2 separate regions of the Callithrix jacchus genome follow, and region 2 is linked to region 1. A link is a contact called in public Hi-C data. All regions are on one chromosome and are shown on one strand. Each heading gives the region's core, a stretch centred on a gene start, on an enhancer-like site or on the middle of the called end of the contact. The rest is flanking DNA. Distances are from core to core; before and after follow the strand shown.

What was found. Hi-C and Micro-C count contacts between places; a contact is called where the count stands out from the background.
Region 2: a contact with region 1 is called in a Hi-C map of skeletal muscle, with 4 times the contacts expected there. The contact joins the enhancer-like site here to the promoter of CEP20 in region 1. A contact is called at or near these places in 2 of 3 Hi-C or Micro-C datasets (induced pluripotent stem cells and skeletal muscle).

Annotation. Positions count from the first base shown.
Region 1 is chr12:13,815,909-13,818,913 of calJac240_pri, reverse strand. CEP20 (centrosomal protein 20) reads left to right here and starts at 1,504. Exons shown (of 4, transcript XM_054242599.2): 1 at 1,504-1,559. The coding sequence starts at 1,532.
Region 2 is chr12:13,933,213-13,936,217 of calJac240_pri, reverse strand. The region is part of intron 5 of ABCC1 (ATP binding cassette subfamily C member 1 (ABCC1 blood group)); the gene reads right to left. Among named protein-coding and RNA genes, the nearest start is that of ABCC1, 73 kb to the right of the region's middle. Within about 2 kb of position 1,512, at least 8 of the 16 cell types and tissues checked have an H3K27ac peak or open chromatin away from gene starts, as enhancers often do. A contact at or near this core is called in skeletal muscle, where this site is marked.

The sequences.
Region 1 (3,005 bases), core at 255-2,754:
TATTTATTTTGGAGCAATGGGTCTCATGTTGCCCGGGTTGGTCTACTGAGCTCAAGCAATCCTCCCTCTTTGGCCTCTTGAGTAACTGGGCCTACAGGCATGCACTTCCATGCCCAGCTAATTTTTTGTATTTATTTTGGAGAGATGGGATCTTGCATCGCCCAAGCTGATCTCAAACAATCCTCCCTCCTTGGCCTCCCAGAGTGCTGGGATTACAGGGATGAGCCACTGCACCCGGTCAATATATCAATTTTTAAAAGCAATAGGCATGGAACCAAAAGTATGATGGAGGTTCCTGGGAAAGAGGTTTCCTTGCTCTTAGGTGTACTTTTTTTTTGTAAGACAGAGTCTCACTCTGTCACACAGGCTGGAGTGCAGGGGGGTGTTCTCAGCTCACTGCAACCTCTGCCTCTCAGGTTCAAGCTGTTCTTGTGCCTCAGCCTCCCGAGTAGCTGGGATTACAGGCACCTGCTATCACACCCTGCTAATTTATTATTATTATTGTTGTTATTTTTAGTAGAGATGTGGTTTCACCAGGCTGGCCAGGCTGGTCTCGACCTCCTTACCTCAGCCTGCCGCCTCGGCATCCCAAAGTGCTGGGATTCCAGGTGTGAGCCACCGTGCCCGGCCGCTCTTAGGTGTACTCCTAATTGATGCTTCTTATTTAGCCAAGTGTTTGGATCTTCCTGGCTATACAACTGGAATCATGCAACCTCACACTCAGTTTAGGGCACATTATTCCCGTGTTCCTTTTTTTTTATTTCCATGGGAAGTTAGAGCTTCTTCCTTCATCAGTTAGTTCCACAAAAAGCTCCTGGACTCCTTACGTGCACTGTGTAAGTGCAAGTGGAAGAGAACAGACCCGTGATCTTCGCTAAGTCTCTTCAGCTATGGAGGACTCAGTTTCCTTCTCTGTAAAAAGGACCTGATCACAAGGAAATAATGCGCCAAGGCGTCATAGTAAGTGCTTAATACTGTGGTTCTCCAGATGTGATCCCCAGACCCGCAGCACCAGTACCACCTGGGAACTTTATAGAGATGCAAATTCTAGGGCCTCACCCCAGATTTACAGAATCAGAAATTCTAGGGGGGTGGGGGGACCCAGCAAGCAATCTGGTTAAACAAGTTTTCCAGGTGATGCGGATTCATGCTCGAGTTTGAGAACCGCAGGTTTAATAGGTGGTAACTATTAGCAGTTAGTACTTGAGGCTGCAGAGACAAAGCAAAGCTCATCTGGCTACACTTAAAGTACTAAGGTACCAGCAGCACCCACAGCTAAAGGCTCGCAACTGCCTCACTCCCGGACTTCCCTCCTTTTTCACTCACAGGGCACTCCGAGAGCGCTCGCTGATTGGTGGAGTCTCTGGTTGACGTTTACCACCCACCCAACCGCGGAGAGCATAAACTGAGAGAAGCGGAACTAGGCGGGGCCATAGCTGTGGGCCTATTGGCTACAGACCTCGCCGCGGAGCGAGTGGGGCGGAGCTGCGCGTGCGCAGGGCCGAGGCGCGCCCCTGGCGGCCGTTGAAAAATGGCGACTGTCGCAGAGTTGAAGGCTGGTGAGTGCCAGCAAGGAGGCCTCCGCCTGGGTAGCGTCGAGCCTTCATTTTGTGGAAAGGATGGGACGGGAGGGGAGCGCGCGGAACACAAGGGTTGGCTTTTTCCGTGGTCATTCTTCGTTGTGAGGGCCTTTGGGGAGCGGCCGGCTGCTGTTTTGGTCCCTGCTCGGGGAGTTCTCAGAGGGAAGTGGTTGTCCGCTGGCGAGTTTTAAGCCAGTTTGGAGGCAAAGCAGGAGTCGCATAATCTGCAGGCGTCTAAGAAGCCTACAGGGCTGCATGTTGGGCCCCTGGCGCATCTTCTTGTAACCTGCCGGGGGCTGGAGGGCTTGGACCAGGCTTGGCACTCAGAGTTAATGACTACAATTCCCACAACTCCTATTGGGTTAGGCACTGCCCTAAACAATTTGCTTGGGGCAAATTGTAAGGATTTTGTTGGATACTTACAACAACCTGTTAAGTAGCCCTCCCTTCCCCGCCTTTTCTTTTCTTTCTTTTTTTTTTTTCCCGAAGAGAGAGTCTCTTTCTGCCACCCAGGTTGGAGTGCAGTGGCGCGATCACAGCTCACTGCAGCCTCGAACTCCATGATTCCAACTATCCTGTCATTTCAGCTTCCGGAGCAAGTGGGAATACAGGCGCTCCTCACCTTGCCCAGCTAATTTTTCTGTTTTTTGCAGACACGGGGTCTTGCTGTGTTGCCCAGGCTGGTCTTGAACTCCTGGTCCCAAGCGATCCTCCCGCCTTGGACCCCTCAAAGTGCTGGGATTACAGGCGTGAGCATCTGGCCCCTTTTTCATCGGGAGAAACTAAAGGCAAAAAGTTTGCTGGCCTGGCGATTCTCCTGTCTTTTCAGGAAAAGATATTCTAAGCTACTTAAGTGCGATTCACCAATGACATATGTACACTTTACTTTGAAGCAGATGTCCAGACAAGAAATAGTAATAATAGTTACAATTGAGCCTCATGTGTCAGGCACTACTCAGCCCTTGTGTTACCTAATTGTTTCCATGTAACAACCCTATGCCCATTTCATAGATTGGGAAACTGAGGTGCTGAGAGGTGAAATAGCCCAAAGTGATTTTGCTGGAAAGAGACAGAGCATGGGAACCTAGTTGTGATGCACTGGTGTGTCCGGCCTTAAACACTGAGCCATACTGCTGTCCAGTGAATAAAAACAGTTCCAGTTTGCAGGGAAGTCAGGGTTTAAACCAGCAATTCTTAGAGATTTTAGAGAGGAGGCAAGTATAAAAGTGTGTATTTGGGGTGCAGGGCTGGTGAACAGTCATGAAACAGGCATGCCTCTGGCCACAAGAACAATCTGTAGACCGTGTTCCCAAGGAAATACACATCACATGTAATATTGCATACCATTTCAGAGGTTTTAAAGGTACACTTGGAATGGGCCAAGCACAGTGGCTCATGGCTGTAATCCTAACACTTCGGGAGGAT
Region 2 (3,005 bases), core at 263-2,762, 120 kb before region 1:
TAATCCAAGATCAGGCCTACGTGGTGCGGGGAGAAGCGGGGGAACCGAGACTGATCATGAAGGGGCACAAGGGAACTTCCTAGAGTCCTTGCAATGTTCTGTATCTTGACAGGGGCTGAAGGTATCCCTTTATCAGAACTCATCAAATGCTAACTTCAGATCAGTAATTTCACTGTATGTAAATTTTAAGGAAAAACTCAGAACTGTAAAAACAAATACTGAGCTCTAGCTAATGATTTGCTTGGAAGTGGTTGCATGAAAGCATACTAATGCATTTTGAAATCAATTTCAGAGACCAAAAAAAAACTAGGTTCAGTGGCTCAGGCCTGTAATTCCAGTACTTTGAGAGGCTGAGGCAGGAGGACTGCTTCAGACCAGGAGTTCAAGATCAGACTGGGCAACATAGCAAGACATCATGCCTATAAAAAATTTAAAAATTGGCCTAGCATGGTGGCTCATGAGTGTAATTCCAGCACTTTGGGAGGCTGAGGTGGGTGGATCACCTGAGGTCAGGAGTTCAAGACCAGGCTGACCAACAAGACAAAAAGCCGTCTCTCCTAAAAATACAGAATTAGTCAGGTGTGGTGGCACGTGCCTGTAATCCCAGATACTCGGGAGGCTGAGGCAGGTGAATTGCCTGAACCCGGGAGGTGGAAGTTGCAGTGAGTCAAGATCGCACCATTGCACTCCAGCCTGGGCAACAAGAGCAAAAACTCCGTCTCAAAAAAAAAATTTTTTAAAAATTAGCCAAACACAGTGGCGTGCACCTATAGTGCCCAAGCTACTTGAGAGGCAGAAGCAGGAGGACCATTTGAGCCCAAAAGTTGGAGGCTGCAGTGAACCATGACTGCACCACTGCACTCCAGCCTGCAAGACAGAGTGAGACCCTGTCTCAAAAGCAACAAACTCAACAGAAGTAGCTTGCTGGCTGGCTGATTAGCTATCTGCTTAGGCAGACAGGTGACAAAGCAAGCTTAGCAAAATGTTAGCTGTGGTTCTAGGTACCAAGTATATGACTGCTCACTGTAGAATTCTTTCAACTTTTCTATACGTTTGAAAGTATTTATACAGACAAGGACTAAAAACACCTCTTACTGCAAATGAGCTGAGTTGTTTTCACTGAATGTTCCAAACCAGTGATCTGCAACCCTGAACCACCCAGAGATCTTGCTAAAATGACATTCTGACTCGGGAGGTCTGGGATGGGGCCTGAGACCCAGCATTTCTAGCAAGCTTCTTCGAGATATCAAGCTGTTGCAACTGGTCCAAGGACCACCCCAACTTTCAGTTGGGACCTACTAAAGATCTCCTTTGGTCTTGATCCCTTATCTGCGGGACCCTCCTTCCCCAACCCTAAACCAAAGACTCAGTACCAATGAGATAAAGGGCAGGAGACTGGGGCCAGGCAGGAGCCCTTGGGAGCATGGGCTAGCCCTGCCCAGGCTCCCACAAGCCAGGAGGACAGATGGGAGGAGCCCCACCGAGCAGCCAAGGCCAGAATAGACATCTGAGTCACAGAGTGGGAGCAGGGCCAGCTGGGAGGATTGGCTGACTCAGTGACTCAGCACGAGGTGGCCTGGAAGAGCCAGCCCCGCAGCTCCCACCCTGGCCCTGCCTGACCCCAGCCACCCTGGGCTTTGGCTGATCACTCTGAGGACAGGCAACAGGTGATGGATGGCCTCTGATGCTCTGAGGACGGGAGGGCAGCAAGCCTGACTCTCCTCATCTTCCCAGCTCCACTGTGATTTCATCTCTGAGAGTGATGCAAAGACAAGCAAAGAGGGTGTCTCACTGTCCTCCTCCCCACATCACAGGGCTCCGTTCTGGGGCGGGGAGAGGAGGTGCAGCCAACATCAAATGGAGATGCAACCCATTTACAAGGAGGAGCTGCTGAGGTCCACAAAGAAAGAGCACCGACCCAAGAGCACCAACGAGTCTAGCTGATTCTCACGGGACCTGGTTCCTACCTTTCTTTGCCCCCATCTCAATTGCTAGGTTATGTTGCTAGGCAGTAACATGGTTGGTTGGTTGGTCGGTTGGTTGGTTTTGAAACAGGGTCTCATTCTGTCGCCCAGGCTGGAGCGTAGGGGCACAATCTCAGCTCACTACAACCTCCACCTCCCTGGTTCAGTTGATTCTCCTGCCTCGGCCCCCTGAGCATCTGGGATTACAGGCACCCACCATCATGCCCAGCTCATTTTTGTAGTTTTGGTAGAGACGAGGTTTCACTTTGTTGGCCAGGCTGATCTCAAACTCCTGGCCTCAAGTTACACACCCACCTCAGCCTCCCAAAGTGTTAGGATTACAGGCACAAGCCACCGTGCCCAGCTGGTTATGTGGTTATTTGACTGCTTACTTGGGCAGTTCCCAAGCTAACCCACAAGCTTCCTTTTTTTCTTTTTTTTTTTTGAAACAGGATCTTGCTCTGTTGCCCAGGCTAGAGTGCAGTGATGCAATCACAGCTGACTGCAGCCTCAAACTCCTGTGCTCAGGTGATCCTCCCACCTCAGCCTTCCAAGTAGCTGGGACTTTAGGCATGTACCACCTCCACACCTAGCTAACCAAAAGCTTGCCAAGGACACACAGCAGACTGTATGTTCCAATGAGAGCCAGAACAGGAACTGTACCCCAAAGGCTCTTCTTACAATGAGACATGGCCATTCACCCATTCAGAAGTAGGGTATGTGACCCTTCCCTTTAGGCCTGGGCTGACTTTTGTGACTGCCTCAACCCACAGGGCATGGTGGGAGTGGCATGGTGACTTCTGGGACTAAGTAATAAAAGATGACACCGCTTCTACCCAACTCTGCCTCTTAGGGCATTCATGCTTACAGACAAGCCTCCATGCTGTGAGAAATGTGGGCCACACAGAGAGACCACAAATAGGTGGCCACCCTAGGGAAGGTTCCAGCTAATGGCCAGCATTAGCCACTAGGCAGGAGGCTAAGGAACCTTTGATTCAACTCAAAATGGTTAAGATAGTAAATTTTATGTTACCTATTTTT